Regions from separate parts of the Sus scrofa genome. Here regions 1 and 3 are each linked to region 2. A link is a contact called in public HiChIP or PLAC-seq data. All regions are on one chromosome and are shown on one strand. The core of a region is the stretch at or near the end of the contact, and the rest is flanking DNA. Distances in the headings are between cores, read along the strand shown.

Region 1 (3,879 bases), core at 242-2,741, 270 kb before region 2:
CAGAAGTTTAATACCAGTTTATGCTCTATTTTGTACCCCTGTTCCACAGCCATTTAGTACAAGTCTTGAAACCTTTATGGAATCATAAATATGAATTTATCAATGCAAATGAACAATTTTTTGCATTGAGACCAGAACCATTAAAAGTGGCTAGGGTTTTCAGATTCAGTGTCAGTATGAATCTCAAGACACCCAGCTAGCTCTTTTCACTCTTCCTTACTCCTGGCTGATGAAAGGGTTAAGTAGATGATACAGTTTTGTGTTCAACTGCTCACACACTACACAGTTGGTTGAGGAACACAGGTGCTTCGTGTCATGGAGGCAGTCCTAAAGAATCACATGTCAATCAAACTATATTTTAGGTACCATGGAGAAGACTACCACTTGATCCCAGTGGAGAGTTATATGATAAACACATACATGATAAGCAAATAGACAAATGCACAGCCAAGGGCTGTCCTAATAAAGGGAAGATGAAATCCAGACAAGAATAACACAAGAATAACAGCCTTTCTTCCTAAGGGTGAGAGAAATGCTTAGTATAGCAAAGGAAGCTGGTGAACAAGACCTTGAACCGAGGGTCAGATGACCTGAGTTCTAGTCCAGATTAGCCTTTGCACTTGCTGAGACGAACCTGAGCAAACCTCTGTCGCTTTCTGGCGCTCAATTATCTCCTCAGTAAAACATGGATACCAAACCCTGCCCTAATTATTTTCAGGTTAGCTGTGAGAGCCAAATTAGCTACTTGGAAACTTTGACACACAACAGTTGTCACTCGGTTAGCCCCACGGAGTCAGTAGCTAATGTCTGTTTGCTCCTCTCTGCGCCCAGCACGTAGCAAGCACTGTGTGCCAATTAGGGAATATGCACTCAATCACCCTGCGTTAAATGGATGAATAAGGAAGCAGGTGCAGGATTACTAAAATGTGTTACGAGGTCTAAAAGCTTTATACAAAGACCATCCCGGGACTGGTGGAAGCTGCAGGCAGAGAACAGAAAAGGAGAACGGAGACATTGCCTGGCTCCTCCCGACAGCGAGGGCGGCGGCATCCCCAAGCCAAGGACGGCCGCTGGACCGCCCAGGTGCCGTGAGGCAAGGCCAGGGCTGGGAGTCAGAAGTCGCCCTGTGGTCTTGGACACCCCGCTGTGACAAGGCCAGCTGAGCTGAATCCCTCCGAGGACTGCGGGGGAGGGTCTGGTCGCCACACCAAGGACGGGGCCCCAGGTCCGCCAGGAGAGAGATGGGGCAGACGCCGCTAGGGTCCAAACCTCCGGTAGCCGCAGCCGTCGTCGCTGGGTAAGGCCGGGCCGCCAGCCGGGCCTGGCGCAACATCAGCGCCCGCTGCCGCTTACGCTCGATGTTCGCCCGCACTGAGGCAGGCAGCTCCGCCGGCTGTTCTGAAGCCGCCGGCTGAGATGAAGACCCTTCAGCAGCCGCCATGTCCAACCTCCCCAGAAGACTGTGGCAATAGCCCCCACGCAGGCGCATTGAAACGCCAAAGCTGGTCGAGGCCCCGCCTCCGCGCTGGCGGTAGGGAGCGCGCCTGCGCATTTTGAGAAGGACTTGCAGAAAGGAGCGGTAGTTGGAATCTGCGCAAGCGTCAGAGCGGAGTTTACTTGTTGGCTTTGTAACTCTGAAGTCGCCGGCTGGTTCCAAGATCAGTGTTCAGGACCCAGTCATCTTTAAAATAATAGCTTCGCTTGGTGGTTCAGCACATGGGCATTGGAGTCAGACTTGGATGAAATCTTAGTTCTGACACTTGCCATCTGCGTGGCCTTCAGTAAGTCACTTACCCTGAGTTCAGTTTCAACAGTAGTAAAATGAGGATAATTACAGAACCACTTAATAGAGTTGTTGAGAAAATTAGATGTAGTCTTTCCGCACAATGCCTGGCACATAGAAAGCTTCCCAAAATGATGGCAGTTAGTAGTAACAGTAGTTTCAATCAAAAGAAATCAGCGGATGATTGGTATGACTACTTTGAAATTCTGGCCTAGACAGAGTCATAGATTTGAAATGAGAACACCTGGGTTTAAACTCTGGGTGACAAAAGGCAAAGGCAGCACCAATTACCAAAGCTGGTATGCGTAAGTTTGGCTAACTTTTCCATGGAATATTTCTAGAGTGTGGATGAACTTACTTTGGATTTGAGCTAAACCCTGACTTCCCAAAAGTGTGGCAAATGAAGCAAAATAAATATGGCATGCTTTCCTAAAAATGTATTTTTTTATGACAATAAAACTTAATTGAAGCCAGAAAACATTAAGTTCTAATTACCACTTATACCATTGGGACTAGTTCTTAGAACAAACTGGCCCACTGGATAATACCTAACATTCACAGTTTGAGAAGCACAACCTAGTGGTTTTAGTCAATCAGTTATATGTATATCTAAGCTGGAGGACCTTCTATAGAGTAAATAAGTGCTGCGATCTCCTAGTTGAACTGGAGACAGATTTCAAACCATCCCTACTCCTTTTCCCCTCAAATTCCTCTCGCTCCCTATCCATTGATCTTGTCCCATGATAAAATCTCAAGTTTCATATGATAACGAAAGCACAAACAGGATAAAATTAGATAAATTAACTTAATAAAAATTAGTGACTTTTGGAGTTCCCGTCGTGGCTCAGTGGTTAACGAATCCAACTAGGAACCATGAGGTTGCGGGTTCGGTCCCTGGCCTCCCTTAGTGGGTTAAGGATCTGGCATTTGCTGTGAGCTGTGGGTGTAGGTCGCAGACACGGTTCGGATCCCGAGTTGCTGTGGCTCTTGCGTAGGCTGGCGGCTACAGCTCTGATTAGACCCCTAGCCTGGGAACCTCCATATTCAGCCCTAGAAAAAGGCAAAAAGACAAATAAATAAATAAATAAGTAAATAAGTAGTAAGTTTTGCACATCAAAGGATACTATCAAAAAAGTGAAAAGACAATTCACAGAATGGGAGAAAATGTGTGCAAATCATATACAGGTTTCCATGCCCCCATACAAAAGTAGAGCATTCCTTGTAAATTGGTACAACGACTATGGAAAAGAGTATGGAGGATCCTCAGAAAACTAAATATAGAACTACCATATGATCCAGCATATACCTGGGCATATACCCAAACAAAATTTTCATTCAGAAAGATACATGCACCCCTATGTTCACTGCAGCACTATTCACAATAGCCAAGACATGGAAACAACCTAAATGTCCATCAGTAGATGAATGGATGCAGACGATGTGGTACATATACACAATGGAATACTACTTGGCCATAAAAAGGAACAATGTCATTTGCAGCAACATGGATGGAACTAGAGAGTCTCATACTAAGTGAATTAAGTTAGAAAGAGAAAGACAAATACCATATATCACTTATATGTAGAATCTAAAATATGGCACAGGAAGTTCCTGTTGTGGCTCAGTGGTAATGAGCCCAGCTGGTATCCATAAGGATGCAGGTTTGATCCCTGGCCTCCTCACTCAGTGGGTTAAGGATCCGGCATTGCTGTGAGCTGTGGTGTAGGTGACAGATGCGGTTTGGGTCCCATGTTGCTGTGGCTGTGGCTGTCAGCTGTAGCTCTGATTCAACACCTAGCCTGGGAACTTCCATATGCCACCAGTGAGGCCTTAAAAAAATAAAATAAAATATGGCACAGATGGACCTATCTATAGCACAGGAAAAAAACTCAAAGACGTGGAAAACAGACTCGTAGTTGCCAAGGGGGAGGGGGAGGAAGTAGGATGGACTGGGAGTCTGGGGTTAGCAGATGCAAACTACTACTTTCGGCATGGGTAAGCAAGGAAGTCTTGCTTAATAGCATTGGGAAGTATATCCAGTCACTTGTGATAGAATATGATAGAAATATGAGAAAAAGAATGTGTATATATGTATG
Region 2 (3,620 bases), core at 963-3,462:
CTTTTCCTTATTCCTTTCCTGCCCTTCTTCAGATCCATAAATCCATGGTCATGATACTAATTGTGGCTTAGATACAGTAAAGTACTCTGCTTCTTCCTCACACCCAGATGCATACATGGAATGATGTTAAATACAGCAATATTCAAAACCAGGGCAGTGTGACAACAGCCCTTCAGGCCTGTGGACTGACAGTCCAGTGGAAGATGTTGGCAGGGCAGAGAGACACACCCTGTTCTGCCTGTGTTATTTATGCCTCTGGCAGTGAAGCCCCTGACAAAGAAGCATGTCACTGGAACACATGCTCTTTGTTCACAGAGGTGCATGCCAGCACCGGCTGTGTCAGAAGGGACAGTACCGGGTCTGTAATCTCTCCTCTGGCTCTTTTGCTTTCTTTTTATTTGCTGCACTTTGTGGTTATGTTTATTAATTACTTTGTAGCCTAATCTAATAAAACACACATTTATCTTGTGAGTCTTCATATCCTTGAGTTGGTCATTTAGAGAGGAAAGGATCCCAAGATTTGTCCCTTTCTCCCTCAGGACTGATATCACCTCCCCCATCAGCCACCAGGTTACCACTCTCTGTAGCACAGAGCTACAGTGTCCCAGTCTCCCTCAGCATCTCTCCTACAGAGTTCTGTCTGGCATGGAAGGCTCTCTACAGTTGTTCCCAACCTACTGTTCCAGAGAAGACCTCCATGTTGCTTTGAATGCTATGACTTCATTCAAGACAGACAGTGTAGCAGAAAAGATGGCAGGCCTTAGAATCAGACCCATCTGGGTTTAAACCCTAGCTCCACCTATTGTTGGCCCCATGGCTTCAGTTCCTCATTTGTGCAATGACTGAAAGAACATATTAAGCCCTAAAAGTGGATGCACACGAATTGCTTGTTAGCTCATGGAACTAAGTTTAGTTTTTCGTAAAAGCCTTCATCTCATAGTCTTGTGGTTCTCATAACCTTAGTTACAGACCTCGTGCGACATCCTGAAGAGCACTGCCCTCACCATTTCCCCATCACAAAAATGTCTGCTAAGACTAACATTTAAAATACAAGGGAACTACATACTAGAAAGTTTTTGCCTTTTTCCATAACCCTCCTGAAAATTTTCTGCTTTGACATTTTCATGCATCTGATATTTTAAAAATCGATATAGTTTTGTTTGCCACTAAATGAACTTAGGTGAAAGAGAGGAGTCTTAACTTTAAGAAAAACTTATGGTAATGCCATAGAGTTGTTTTTCTCTATTCCTAAATTGTTCTCAATCTTGGAGCTTCTTCTCTATACTAGAATTAAGATGGTATCTGATTTGACACGTGACTATGTACTTATTTTAAGATGAATGTAACTTCATATTACTCCCCAGAGGTCTGCAAAACCGACTTAGTGCTCTAACCCTGTCTCTCAGGGAGCTTTTTGAGGCAGCCCATGACAAAAGCTACCTGCCAAGCTTCCCCGAATTGGAGACCAACAAGAATCCACACACCTCAGAGGGGTGCCCTTAAAAATAAAGGAGATAAAAGTCTTGAGGAACCTCGGTAAACTTCGAGGCTCCATTAGAAATGCTAATTACTGCCTCCACTAGCCTATACTTAATGTTAGAAAACCCAGGGAGATTCTCCCGAACTCTGGAACGCTCGCATCTCTGCGGTTTGAGCAAGCGGCCGGGGCTACCCCGTCCCCATCGGTCTCAATGGCCGACTCCGCCAAGTGCCACGCGCTACAGCGCGGGCCGGCAGCGATTCTGCCCCCCAACGGGGGTCCTCACAGCACTTCCAGCCCCACTTGGCCAAGGAAACACAGGTCTCGTGCTGTTGGCCCCATGCTGTAGTTGGAGGGGAGCGGGAGGTGACCCCGAAAGCCCCGGTCCCGCGCTCTCAAGTCTGCCGCCTTCGCCGGTGTCGGGTTGGCCTGGCCGAGGCTCGGCGCGAGGGCTTGGCCTTAGAGAGCTCCCAAGACCGACCGCAAAGTCTCCCCGCAGCCCGCTCGGCCGACTTCCAAGCGCGGGCTGGAGACCTGTCTCCAGGCGCGTCGAGGAAAGACCCAAGGTCTCAGCTGGGGGACGGGCGGGGAAGCCCCCGAGGTGGGTCTTACATCAGCCACCCCACGTGCGACCGGAGGGCGGGAAGAAGCCACTCCTGTCCCCCGGGCTGCGCCTTTTCCCCCCCAGCCTCCGCCCCTCCCGCCGCGCCTCTCCCCGCCCCGTCCTTGGTGCACCGCGGCTGCCGAGCCGAGCGGCGCCGCGCGGGGCCGAGTCGAGCCGAGCAGCCACCCGCGCCGCGTCGCCGGTTTAAGCGCAGTGCGGAGCCGCGGCCGGGGGCGGCGGTAGTGAGACCAGCGCTGCGCTCCAGCCCCCTTTTCCCTCCATGGTTTCTCTCCGCTCCCGTGAGTAACTTGGCTCCGGGGGCTCCGCTCTCCTGCCCGCACGCCGCCAGCCGCCCCGGACCGCGCCGCCGGCCTCTGCCTCGAGCAGACCCCTTCCGACGGCCCTCGCTGCGCAGGCTGGGAGCCTCTCCCCCCTCCGCCCCCGTTGCGGAAAGTTAAGTTTGAAGAGGGGGGAAGAGGGAAACATGGACATGAAGAAGAGAATCCACCTGGAGCTGAGGAACCGGACCCCGGCAGCTGTAAGCAGAATCCCCTTCGGGCTCCCTCTCCCCCCGATGACTTGCATGTAATGGTGGCCACCTGCGGGGTCCCAGACGCGGGCTCGCCGACCCCGGCGCGGGCAAGAGCGCAGCTCGCGGGCTCGGACGGGAAAGGCGGGCGGGCAGGCGGGCGGGCGCGGAGGGGGGAGCGAGCGCGCGGGATTAACTCTTTGGCGCCCGCGGGCCCCTGCGGCCGTCCAGGGAAGGCGGTGGGGTGGGGGAAAGCAAACTTTGAGCTCTTCGCCCGCCGGGGTCCTTTCCCGAAGGAGCGCGTGTGCGTGTGGCCGGCGGCAAGAGAGGGAGGAGGGGGTTGTGTAACGCTGGGAGCCATGTTTGCAGCCTCCCGAGATGCGCGGCCGGGCGGAGGCCGGGCCTACGGAGGAGCCGCGCTGCCAGTCCGGACTGGGCCCGCTGCGGGCCAGGCCGGCCTCCGCGTGCCCCCGGCCGGCCCGGGAGGGGGCTCGGGCGGAGCAGGAGGCTCCTCCAGCCAGGTCTCGCGGTTGGCGCCGGTCCGGCCAGGACGGGAGCGGAAGGACGAACAGAGGGTTCTTTGCCTCCAAGGGGGACAGGAAGCCCCCTCGGGCGCCGGGGGGCTTGGGCGGGCGCGGCCTGGCGCGCGCGAGCTGGGGAGGGGCGAGCCCGGGTGGCGGAGGTGGCGCAACCGACGCCCCTCCCGAGGCCAAGTTTGAAAAAAGGAGTCGGTTCCCGCCATTTTTCAAGCCTAAAAATAAAACTTTGTCTACCTATCTCTCGCGCCCCTTTCGACCCCCAGGCCTTCCCCAGTCCCGGTCTCCAAATGCAGGCCGCGCTCGGCCCGAGCTAGCAGTTGTGGCGTAAGCGGCTTCTCCCTCCCCCCCGCGCCGCGGCGGCGGAGCCCGGGGGCCCCTGCCCGGGAGGTTGGCCCCTCGGTGTGGGCGGGCGGCGGCTCCTCGCGTCAGCCCAGGCGCGCCACAGGCCGACGCAGCGCCATGTTGGCG
Region 3 (3,553 bases), core at 721-3,220, 350 kb before region 2:
GTCTTGCTCAGTGGGTTAAGGATCTGGCACTGCTGTGAGCTGCAGTGTAGGCCACTGATGTGGCTTGGATCCCACGATGCTGTGGCATAGGCCAGCAGGTACAGCTCTGAATTGACCCCTAGCCTGGGAACTTCCATATGCTGCAGATAGGGCCTTAAAAATAATAAAATAAAAAACAGGAGTTCCCATCGAGGCTCGGCAGAAATGAATCTGACTAGTATCCATGAGGATACAGGTTCCATCCCCAGCCTGCTCAGTGGGTTAAGGATCTGGCGTTGCCATGAGCTATGGTATGGGTCACAGACGCAGCTTGGATCCTGCATTGCTGTGGCTGTAGTGCAGGCCATTGGCTGCAGCTCCAATTTGACCCTTAGCCTGGGAACCTCCATGTGCCCTCAAAAGACAAAAAATAAATAATAAACAATAAACCAAACTATTAGAAAGAAAAAAAAAATCCAGCTCTTAACTTGCTCTCCTTGTCTTCCTCACCTCTGTAAACAACAATTCCATTCTTCCTGTTACTCAGGAAAAAACTTTGGGATTCTTGTCTCCTCACTCTTTCAGAGTATTGAAAATCCTGTCAATTCTGCTTTTGAAATATAATCACATCAGATGACACTGCACTACCTTCCCTACCAACCCCACTTAAGCAACCATTATTTCTTGCATGAATTATTGCAATTGCCTAACTGCCCTTCTCCCGTAAGAGCAAGAGGGGTGACTTTAAAAATAAGTCAGATCTCTCCCTCCAAAGGCTTTTAAAGGCATCAGATAAAGTCCAAGGTTCTTATAAAGCCTTTCCCACCACACCCTAATCGCATCTTTTTCTATTTTTGCCCACCACCTCTGACTGCAGTTTGCTGGATTCCTCAACCGGTCATCAGCACTGAGAAAGCAGGGGTTTTCCTTCGTTCACCTCAGCCTCCTCAATGTCTAGAACACTGCCTGGCACATAATAAATACAATATTTGTGGTATGGAGTAAAAGGTTGGGTGGCCAGGGAAGGATTCCTAAGGGGGCTGATGCTTGAGCTGGGACTGAAATGCCAAGGAGCCATCCATGCATACTTAAGGGTAGAAATCTTCAGGCAAAGGAATATAAATGCCTAAAGGGTGAACAAGCTTGCCTTACTGGAGGTACAGGAAGAAAGTAAGAATTGTTGGAGCATAGTGATAAAAGAGTAGGACCCTGTAGGTCAGGTTACTTTACATCGCAAAGTCATGAGAGAGTAGTAAAAAAGGAGTAACTGATTCCAGATCGGTTTTGAAAGTAGAGCTGATAAGGTTTACTGATAGTTCATTAGGTAGTAAGTAAGGAGCCAAGAATGACTCCTACCTACATTTTTGGATTAAGCAATCGGATGGATGCGTAAAAGTGAAGGAGCAATAGGTTAGGCTAGGTTAGGCTAGGAGAATGAAAGGTTCATTTCACGCGTGTGAAATTTCAAATGGCCATCGACAAAGCAGATAAGCAGCCGTGGTGTTCACCACAGAGGTCAGGGCGGAGAATATTCACATACACATAATGGAAGTATCCAATAACCACTGGAAACATTACTAAAGCGATCAACAACTCAGAGGGGCGAGAGGTCAGACGACGGTCAGAAGCTAACCGCAGAGCAGCAAGCTCAAGCTAGGCAGGGTCTTTCGGTCCCCAGAGCTGCTCGAGCGGCGCCGCTTCCCGCTTGGGCCCCACCCCGCGCGCCGGGCCTGGCCCAATCTCTCCTCCCAGCTTTCCCGAGTCGGCAGAGGCCCGGAAGTGGGAGAAAGATGAGCACGTACCCGCCAGTCCAGATCCTTTCTTAGATCTTTCTTCACCAAACCGTCTCCGCCTAGCAATTGTCACCTCTCACCACCCTTGCACCTCCAGCCCCCGCCCCTGTTTACGTAGGAAGGAACGCCGGGGACCTCACCTCGCCCCGGAAGTCTAGGCCGTTAGCGAAAGGGCCGCCGGGAAAACCACTGAGAGGCCCGGGGGGGAGTCTGAAGTGGAGGGAGTCTGAACTAGAGCGTCCCTCCTAGACCACCCCCGCCAAGGCGTGGCTCGCGGCCTGCGGGCTCCGGCCGCCTGGGGAGGCGGTGCTCTCCGCGTGGCCCCGGAAGGACTTCCCGCGGAGGCGGGCGAAGGAAGCAGCGGAGAGGCGGAGGCAGCCCGAGGGGGCGGTTGCGTGCGGACGAGGCGGCAGTGGCTTGGTGAGGTTCCAGACGCCGGCTCTCCGGGATCCGAGCCCGCCGAGCCCACCCGGCCACTTCTCCCCCTTGCGCTTCCGGGAGCCGTCGCGAGCGAGTGCGCCTGCGCGCGGGCCACTTCGTGAGCCTCGCCGCTGTCCTCGCGCCGGCCGGCTGCCCGACGGTTCCTGCCGCTCTTCCCGCCCGGCGTCTAGGCTCCGCCGCATACACAACGTGCGGCATGTCACGGCGGCGGCACAGCGACGAGAACGATGGTGAGTGCTCTGGGCCTGGCCGCCGAAGCCGCGCCCAGGTGGGGCCGAGGTTTGGCTTCTTCGGTCTTCAGGTCCTGAGCGAAGGGACGGGAAGCCCTTCCCCCAGGAACTTGCGGGGAGATGGGTGGCACAGCGGGAGTGTGGCTGGGCGACTGCTGGAAAGCTCGTGCTATCCCCCACCGCACCTCTTGAGTCGTCGGCGGAGGGGAGGCCTGGTGCACCCCTGGTCTCTAAGCACTCTTTAAGATAAGGTCCTTGGTACCGCCGAGCAGGGAAGTATATTTGTGTCTGTGCCGCTTCCCCTTAGAGACGGTGACCAGGACTCACTTGTCCCAGTGTCTCGTTTTGACCCTCAAACATCATGTATTAATGGCTCTCGGAAGGTGAGAGATCTGATGAATTGCAATCCCAGCTCTCCTGTGCGGGTCATCCGGGGTTTTGCCTTCTTTCAAACCACTGGGGAAGAAAAATCAGCTTCTTATCCGCACGCGAGAAGTCTTTAATAAATAGATATACGTAGGTCGTTATGTTAGATCTTGAATTGGTTGTAAGCTTATTTCTCTCGTTTAAGAAAAGAATGCCAGAAGACTCACTAGAGAGCTCGTAGAGGTTAGATCGGGGTTCCCATTTGGATATTTGCACTCATGGGGATCCTGGAATTGCCGTCATAGAAACCAGGAATAATTTAGCTAGTTAAAAATAGGAAACGATGCTTACATTAAAAAAACAACAGTCAAGAATACACATCTAGAAAAGCAAAAAGAAACTAAAAATAATTTAGTTATTAATACTTGAAAATAGTGTTGTAAAGTGGTTAAGAGGCCAGACTTTGGAGACAGAGGGTTTAAGTTCAAAGTTAGACCTTGCCATTTATTTTGTGATCTTGCCCAGATTATATCACCTCTTTAAACCTTAGTCTGTAGTATTGGATTAATGATACATGCCTGTTCTTGGTTTTGTGAGGATTAACATATGTAACTAATTGCTCATGATGATATGTATTTTATCATCTGTTAATGCTTAAGAATTGATAAGCATTGGCAGATGTCAACGATGTAGGAAAAAAATACGGATCAAAAAGTTGGATTTAATTAATTTTCTCCACTTATA

The links. HiChIP or PLAC-seq counts read pairs in DNA pulled down with a chosen protein or histone mark.
Region 1: a contact with region 2 is called in an H3K27ac HiChIP or PLAC-seq map of alveolar macrophages. The contact joins the promoter of XPA here to the promoter of ANP32B in region 2. A contact is called at or near these places in 1 of 5 promoter capture datasets (liver) and 1 of 2 datasets of contacts at active chromatin or transcription factors (alveolar macrophages).
Region 3: a contact with region 2 is called in an H3K27ac HiChIP or PLAC-seq map of alveolar macrophages. The contact joins the promoter of NCBP1 here to the promoter of ANP32B in region 2. A contact is called at or near these places in 1 of 5 promoter capture datasets (fetal liver) and 1 of 2 datasets of contacts at active chromatin or transcription factors (alveolar macrophages).

The regions. Positions count from the first base shown.
Region 1 is chr1:239,567,098-239,570,976 of Sscrofa11.1, forward strand. It overlaps XPA (DNA repair protein complementing XP-A cells), which reads right to left and starts at 1,492. Exons shown (of 7, transcript XR_301366.3): 1 at 1,270-1,492.
Region 2 is chr1:239,839,850-239,843,469 of Sscrofa11.1, forward strand. ANP32B (acidic leucine-rich nuclear phosphoprotein 32 family member B) reads left to right here and starts at 2,213. Exons shown (of 7, transcript XM_021066477.1): 1 at 2,213-2,622. The coding sequence starts at 2,569.
Region 3 is chr1:239,490,607-239,494,159 of Sscrofa11.1, forward strand. NCBP1 (nuclear cap-binding protein subunit 1) reads left to right here and starts at 1,971. Exons shown (of 24, transcript XR_002336867.1): 1 at 1,971-2,443. It overlaps TSTD2 (thiosulfate sulfurtransferase/rhodanese-like domain-containing protein 2), which reads right to left and starts at 2,277. Exons shown (of 10, transcript XM_005660262.3): 1 at 1,913-2,277.